Regions from separate parts of the Mus musculus genome. Here region 1 is linked to region 2. Evidence: chromatin contacts called from public Hi-C data. All regions are on one chromosome and are shown on one strand. Each heading gives the region's core, a stretch centred on a gene start, on an enhancer-like site or on the middle of the called end of the contact. The rest is flanking DNA. Distances are from core to core; before and after follow the strand shown.

The links. A called contact is a pair of places that touch in the nucleus more often than the background predicts.
Region 1: a contact with region 2 is called in a Hi-C map of adipose-derived mesenchymal stem cells, with 4 times the contacts expected there. The contact joins the promoter of Tent5a here to the enhancer-like site in region 2. A contact is called at or near these places in 2 of 39 promoter capture datasets (liver and second pharyngeal arch cranial neural crest), 8 of 484 Hi-C or Micro-C datasets (the G1E-ER4 cell line, adipose-derived mesenchymal stem cells, embryonic fibroblasts and 3 more), 2 of 115 datasets of contacts at active chromatin or transcription factors (bone marrow-derived macrophages and heart atrium) and 2 of 9 other capture datasets (liver and pancreatic islet).

The regions. Positions count from the first base shown.
Region 1 is chr9:85,325,605-85,328,423 of GRCm38.p6, forward strand. It overlaps Tent5a (terminal nucleotidyltransferase 5A), which reads right to left and starts at 1,546. Exons shown (of 3, transcript NM_001160379.1): 1 at 1,439-1,546; 2 at 655-1,201. The coding sequence starts at 1,164.
Region 2 is chr9:85,173,160-85,175,958 of GRCm38.p6, forward strand. No RefSeq gene overlaps it. Among named protein-coding and RNA genes, the nearest start is that of Tent5a, 150 kb to the right of the region's middle. Within about 2 kb of position 1,337, at least 7 of the 459 cell types and tissues checked have an H3K27ac peak or open chromatin away from gene starts, as enhancers often do. A contact at or near this core is called in adipose-derived mesenchymal stem cells and second pharyngeal arch cranial neural crest, where this site is marked.

The sequences.
Region 1 (2,819 bases), core at 296-2,795, 150 kb after region 2:
GTCTCCAACCACCCCGTTCTCCTCCCCCTTAGGCAATCAATCTTATCAGTCGAGTGTGTCCCTCCAGCGACACTCTACAGTTACAGCCAAAGAGGAACTAAATTGCCTTCAGACAACTTTAATTAATTATACAAAACGCCACCTAAACCGAAGGGGAGGGGCACACTATTACACCCTCGACTCTGTGAATTAACAGGGAAAAGCATCAAATATCTTAAACGCCGAAGTCAGTGGAGTATGGATCGATTCACATTTTCCAATATAATAAAAACCATTGACTCAGTTCTGCTTCAGGCTGCTATTTTTCCCAAAGTCTAGATTACAAGATGACTCAAAAAAATTATTTACATCATTCCATCCTTCCACCAATCACGTTATACTCTGGACAAGAGTCCAGCAAGGAAAGTCAAGAGTTAAACCATAGAGAGAAGGAAGAGAAGGAAACGCAGAGGAGGAAGCACAGAGTTGTGGCGCTGGATCTCCCAGGAAACTAAAACACTCCACACCACTCACGCGCATTAGTGCGCTCGTGAAAAAAAAATAATAAAAAAATAAATAAACGAACTCACTATGGCCATACTGACGGCAGTCAAGGCAAGCTGGGCTTGCTTTCTCCCCACCCCTGCTCTGCCCAAGCCCATCAGGTGGCTTTACCTTGAGAGTGAGCGGTGTGATCTTCTCCTTGTTCACCCCTTCGGGCAAGAAGTCTAACAGGCAATCCAGAACGACGTCCTTCACAGTCTGAAACTCCTCTTCCCCACGCAGGTCAGCGCAGAAGATGAGGTCCAGGTCCTTGTAGCCTAGGCCACTGTCCTGGTGCAGGACGTGACTGGCGGCTGAGCCGTTGAGGCGCACGTCGCGGACACCTATGCCCTTCTCTTCCAGGCGCCTCCTCACCACCTTCACAATCAGGCTTGGCTGCAGCTCGAGCGTGGGGAAGTTGCCGCGCCCGTGGATCGGGATGGTCTCGCTCAGAATGCCGTCCAACCGCTGCACTTGCTCCCAGTTCAGCACATTGCAGTGCGCCGTGGGGCTTTCGCAATAGTCCGAGCAGCGGTCGCCGAAGCTGCTGCCGCCGCCGCCGAAGTCACCACCCAGGGGGATGTAAGGGCCGCCGGTCAGCTCGTCCTCTGCCATGGCAAAGTACCCTTCGCCCTCGGCCATGTAGTGCCCTCCGAAAGCCACTTGGCCTTGGTCAGTCCTAAGAGGAAAGAGTGGATTTAGGGGAGCGGCAGAGAGGTGTGCGGGTGAGGGGACAGGGGTCCCGCCGAGGGGCCTGGGCTTCCCCTCCCCGATCGTGACGCCCATAGTAGCCCTCCTCCCCCAACCCTCACCGACCCCAATGCCCAGCCGCGCGCCGCGCCCCGCAGAGCAGCCCCGCACCAAAAGTATCTCTGATGCATCTGGAAAGCACAAGCGAGAGTCCCGTCTGTGTCACCTGGAGGCGGCCGCCCCTTCTAGGAGCGCAGGCGAGCGAGGAACCGCGAGGCGGACACACTTCGCAGGAGCTGCGAGTGCGCTCCCGGCAGCGGCCCGCGACTTCTCCGCGCCGACCCCCGCCGCGCCCTGAGCGTTCCCGCCCCTTGCCCGCGCCCCGCCCGCGCCCCCGCTGCGGTGGTCTCGGAGGTGGCGGCTCTCGACGCCGCCGATGCCACCGCGCACACTCGCGTCTCTGGAGCTTTAGCAGTTGTGCGGGGGGAAATGTCTTCAGTACTTTTTTTATACCGGGCTTCTCCGCGCTTCCGGGGCCCCAGCGCGCAGCGCTCGCCACACCCTCTCATTTGCATAGAGCACCGCCCCCAGCGCTGGGTGGACAGTCGCCGGAGCTCAGAGCTGCTGGAGCTAGGCCAGGGTGCGCAGCCCCTGGCTATGAGCACAGACAGATGCCTGTGGCTCCTACGTGTAGATTTATCCATTTCTGCACGTCCACACACGCGCGCGCGCACACACACACCCCTAAAGAGGAGACACTTTGCCTCAAATGTGATAGATGGCCATCAAAACCGGATCAGGGTTAAAAATCACGCAACTATAGAAACTTCCCAAGCCTAGCCTTCTGGCCGGGTGGAGCGCGTCATTGCCGCGTAACTGGGTCTCCTGGAGGTTCCCTCAACAGTGTCCGTTTGTGGCTAGACCGCCGATTCCACTCTGGACCCTGGGCCAAGTGTGGTCTCCAGAGGCAACTGGTCACGCACGTCAGTCTCTGTGAGGGAGGGGGAGGGTTTGCTGAGAACTGAGTTTCGATTCTCGAAACCTCGAGAAGTGCTGGTGGGGGGGTGGGGGTGGGGTGGGGAGTCCGGTACCAGCCAGCCAGCCTGAGTGCGCGTCCAGCTGCTGCCCGCGAGCTGGGCAGGCGCGCGTCTCCTATCACACAGCTCCGCGGGCTCGCGGCCAACCCGCGGGGTCTCGGAGCGCAACCCCAGCAGTGCACGAAAAGCGGCCGCCAGGGTGGCGGTCCTTCGGCTCAGACTTGGGAGAAGCGCGTTCCTCGCAGCCTCTAAGGTTCTCAGTTCTTAAGCGGATAAAACGTCAATGATCAAAGTAGGCTCTGGCTTCTTACCGGCCATTAAGGGCAAATTTAAAAGACGAGAAGTTTCTCCCCCTCCAGCTTCAGTCGCCAGTGGAGTGCTTAAGGGTTGGAAAAGGTTATCTCTGCGCTCTGGCACCGCACTGTTTGCTAGAAAGCTCCCTGCTTTCGCTTGTCCACTTCCTCCGCCGCCCCGCTGCTGCCTCCGTTCAAAGTAATGCTTTGCAGTCCTTGATCCAGGTAGAGGCTGTGAGCCGAACGAGGCAGTCAGGGTAGAGAGGAGAGGCCCTGA
Region 2 (2,799 bases), core at 87-2,586:
AGACCAATGAAAACCAAGATGGCAAAACATATCACCAAGCGCTAACCCTGGGGCACTACTATGCATCAGTGAAGTAAATTCCCCACTCAGGCGGGCACATTGTAATCTACGTGCACAGAAACATGTGGCACCAAAAGTTTTCTCTTTCCTATGAAAAGCATAAACAATGCAGTAATGCAGTACTTCCCCATAAAATGAAATGTCCATCTCTATTTAGACTGCTTTCCACATGGCATAGAATTCTGTGCTTTTCAGAAATACATTTTAATTTTTTCACTCCTTGAAAAGAAAACTTCTGCTCATATTGAGTGCAGAAGTATGTTCCAATTTTATATTATTTACAGTGATATTAAAGCTATTTTACCTGCTATGAAATATAGAGGTAACTGATTCTCAAAGTTCATCTCAGCAAATCCAGATTCATGATTATATGAGTCGCCGAGCATAAAATTAAATTTTGATCATACAATGCACCTTCATAAAACACTTGGCTTAGGCAGTAGATTTTAATTGCTACTGTTTTTCTAAAATTAATACTACTTACAAGAAAGCATAAATGGGGTAGAATTTCGGAATACTTTTGGCATAAAGTAGAGGTCTGAATTCTTGATTGAAAAGAAGAAACAGTACTGACGTTAACCTCCGTGACACAGAATACCAAAAGAATCAGACTTGATTAGAAATGGCACATGTGAACGTCTTTCATAGTTACTAATAAAAAACATACTGTATTTGTATAAACATGGTCAAAAGAGTGGCCTAAAACTTTAGATATGCGGCAAATGAAAAATTTCCCTGCAAATGATAAACATTTGAACAACAGCTCAAAAGTTGCTGAGTATGAAGCTGGAAGTTGAAATTTAAGTGAGCAATGAGGAAATCTGAAGGCTGGGCACAGGGGACAGCAGAATAAAATTCACAGTCTGCAGTCAAATTGCTTCATGCCTAGTCAGTGTCTAGTAAGAAATGTAAGTGTAAGTTGTATGTTCACCACGGCCGCTTAGTCCTTTGAGACTTTCAACAACAAAAGCATACATGCAGATTGTCTATGTGGACACACACCTATTCCTTTTCATTCTTTCTGCACTTTCTATTGCAATCCTGTCCTACCTGAATGATGGAGATTTCCAGTACTACTCCTTACAGTTGATTTCAACCGAAGTGTCAGCTATGCATATCATTTTGAGGTGACAGATATTTCCTACCTTTTGTGACAATAACTTAAACAGAGTTACATCCTAAAGCTAAACACTGCCTGACTGTGGCACTAGAGAAGCCTGTTCACAGAAGCCTTCCTGTCACTCTAAATCCCTGCTTACTCGCGAAGTCCCATTTCCCCTTGACCTATTCAAGTACTTCTGTGCTTTACTGTCTTCTTATACAGTATGTCTTTGTAATCCCATCATGTTACCAGAAAGCAATCTGTTGGATAATTTCCTAAACAGAGACAGCTGCCTCCCTAAGAGGCGCTCTTGGATCATGACTAAAATAACAAACATCTCCTTAGCAACATATGTGATGCAGTTGGGTAATTCTCATAACACTGACCAGCAGCAGCAGCAGCAGCAGCAATAGAGGGCTCACTTTTGTCCTGTCAGCCAAAGTAAGTTGTCTCTCTTTTTCAGAGTAAGTGTGTGAGAATTAGCTGATAAAGGATGTGAACTCTGTTATAGTCTAGGAAGATGTTCACAATTTAATAAATAGCCATACATATCTACCCTATAGTAAGCCTTACTCTGATTTGAAAGCCATTGTCCTAGAGCTTCCATGTGTCAGGGACATAATTTTTAAAACCGGGCAACAAAAAGACACCAAAAAGTATCCTTTTTTTTTCCAATTTTTTTATTAGGTATTTTCTTCATTTACATTTCAAATGCTATCCCGAAAGTTCCCCATAATCCCCCCTCCACTGCTCCCCTACCCACCCACTCCCACTTCTTGGCCCTGGTGTTCCTCTGAACTGGGGCATATAAAGTTTGCAAGACCAAGGGGTCTCTCTTCCTAATGAGGGCCGACTAGGCCATCTTTTGATACATATGCAGCTAGAGACACAAGCTCTGGGGGGTACTGGTTAGTTCATAATGTTGTTCCACCTATAGGGTTGCAGACCCCTTTAGCTCCTTGGGTACTTTCTCTAGCTCCTCCACTGGGGGCCCTGTGTTCTATCTTATAGATGACTGTGAGCATCCACTTCTGTGTTTGCCAGGCACTGGCATAGCCTCACAAGAGACAGCTCTATCAAGGTCCTTTCAGCAAAATCTTGCTGGCATATGCAATGGTGTCTGCGTTTGGTGGCTGATTATGGGATGGATCCCCGGGTGTGACAGTCTCTGGATGGTCCGTCCTTTCATTTCAGCTCCAAACTTTGTCTCTGAAATTCCTTCCATGGGTGTTTTGTTCCCAATTCTAAGAAGGGGCACAGTGTCCACACTTTGGTCTTCATTATTCTTGAGTTTCATGTGTTTTGCAAATTGTATCTTGGGTATTCTAAGTTTCTGGGCTAATATCCACTTATCAGTGAGTACATATCATTTGAGTTCTTTTGTGATTGGGTTACCTCACTCAGGATGATGCCCTCCAGGTCCATCCATTTGCCTAGGAATTTCATAAATTCATTCTTTTTAATAGCTGAGTAGTACTCCATTGTGTAAATGTACCACATTTTCTGTATCCATTCCTCTGTTGAGGGATATCTGGGTTCTTCCCAGCTTCTGGCTATTATAAATAAGGCTGCTATGAACATAGTGGAGCATGTGTCCTTCTTACCAGTTGGAACATCTTCTGGACATATGCTCAGGA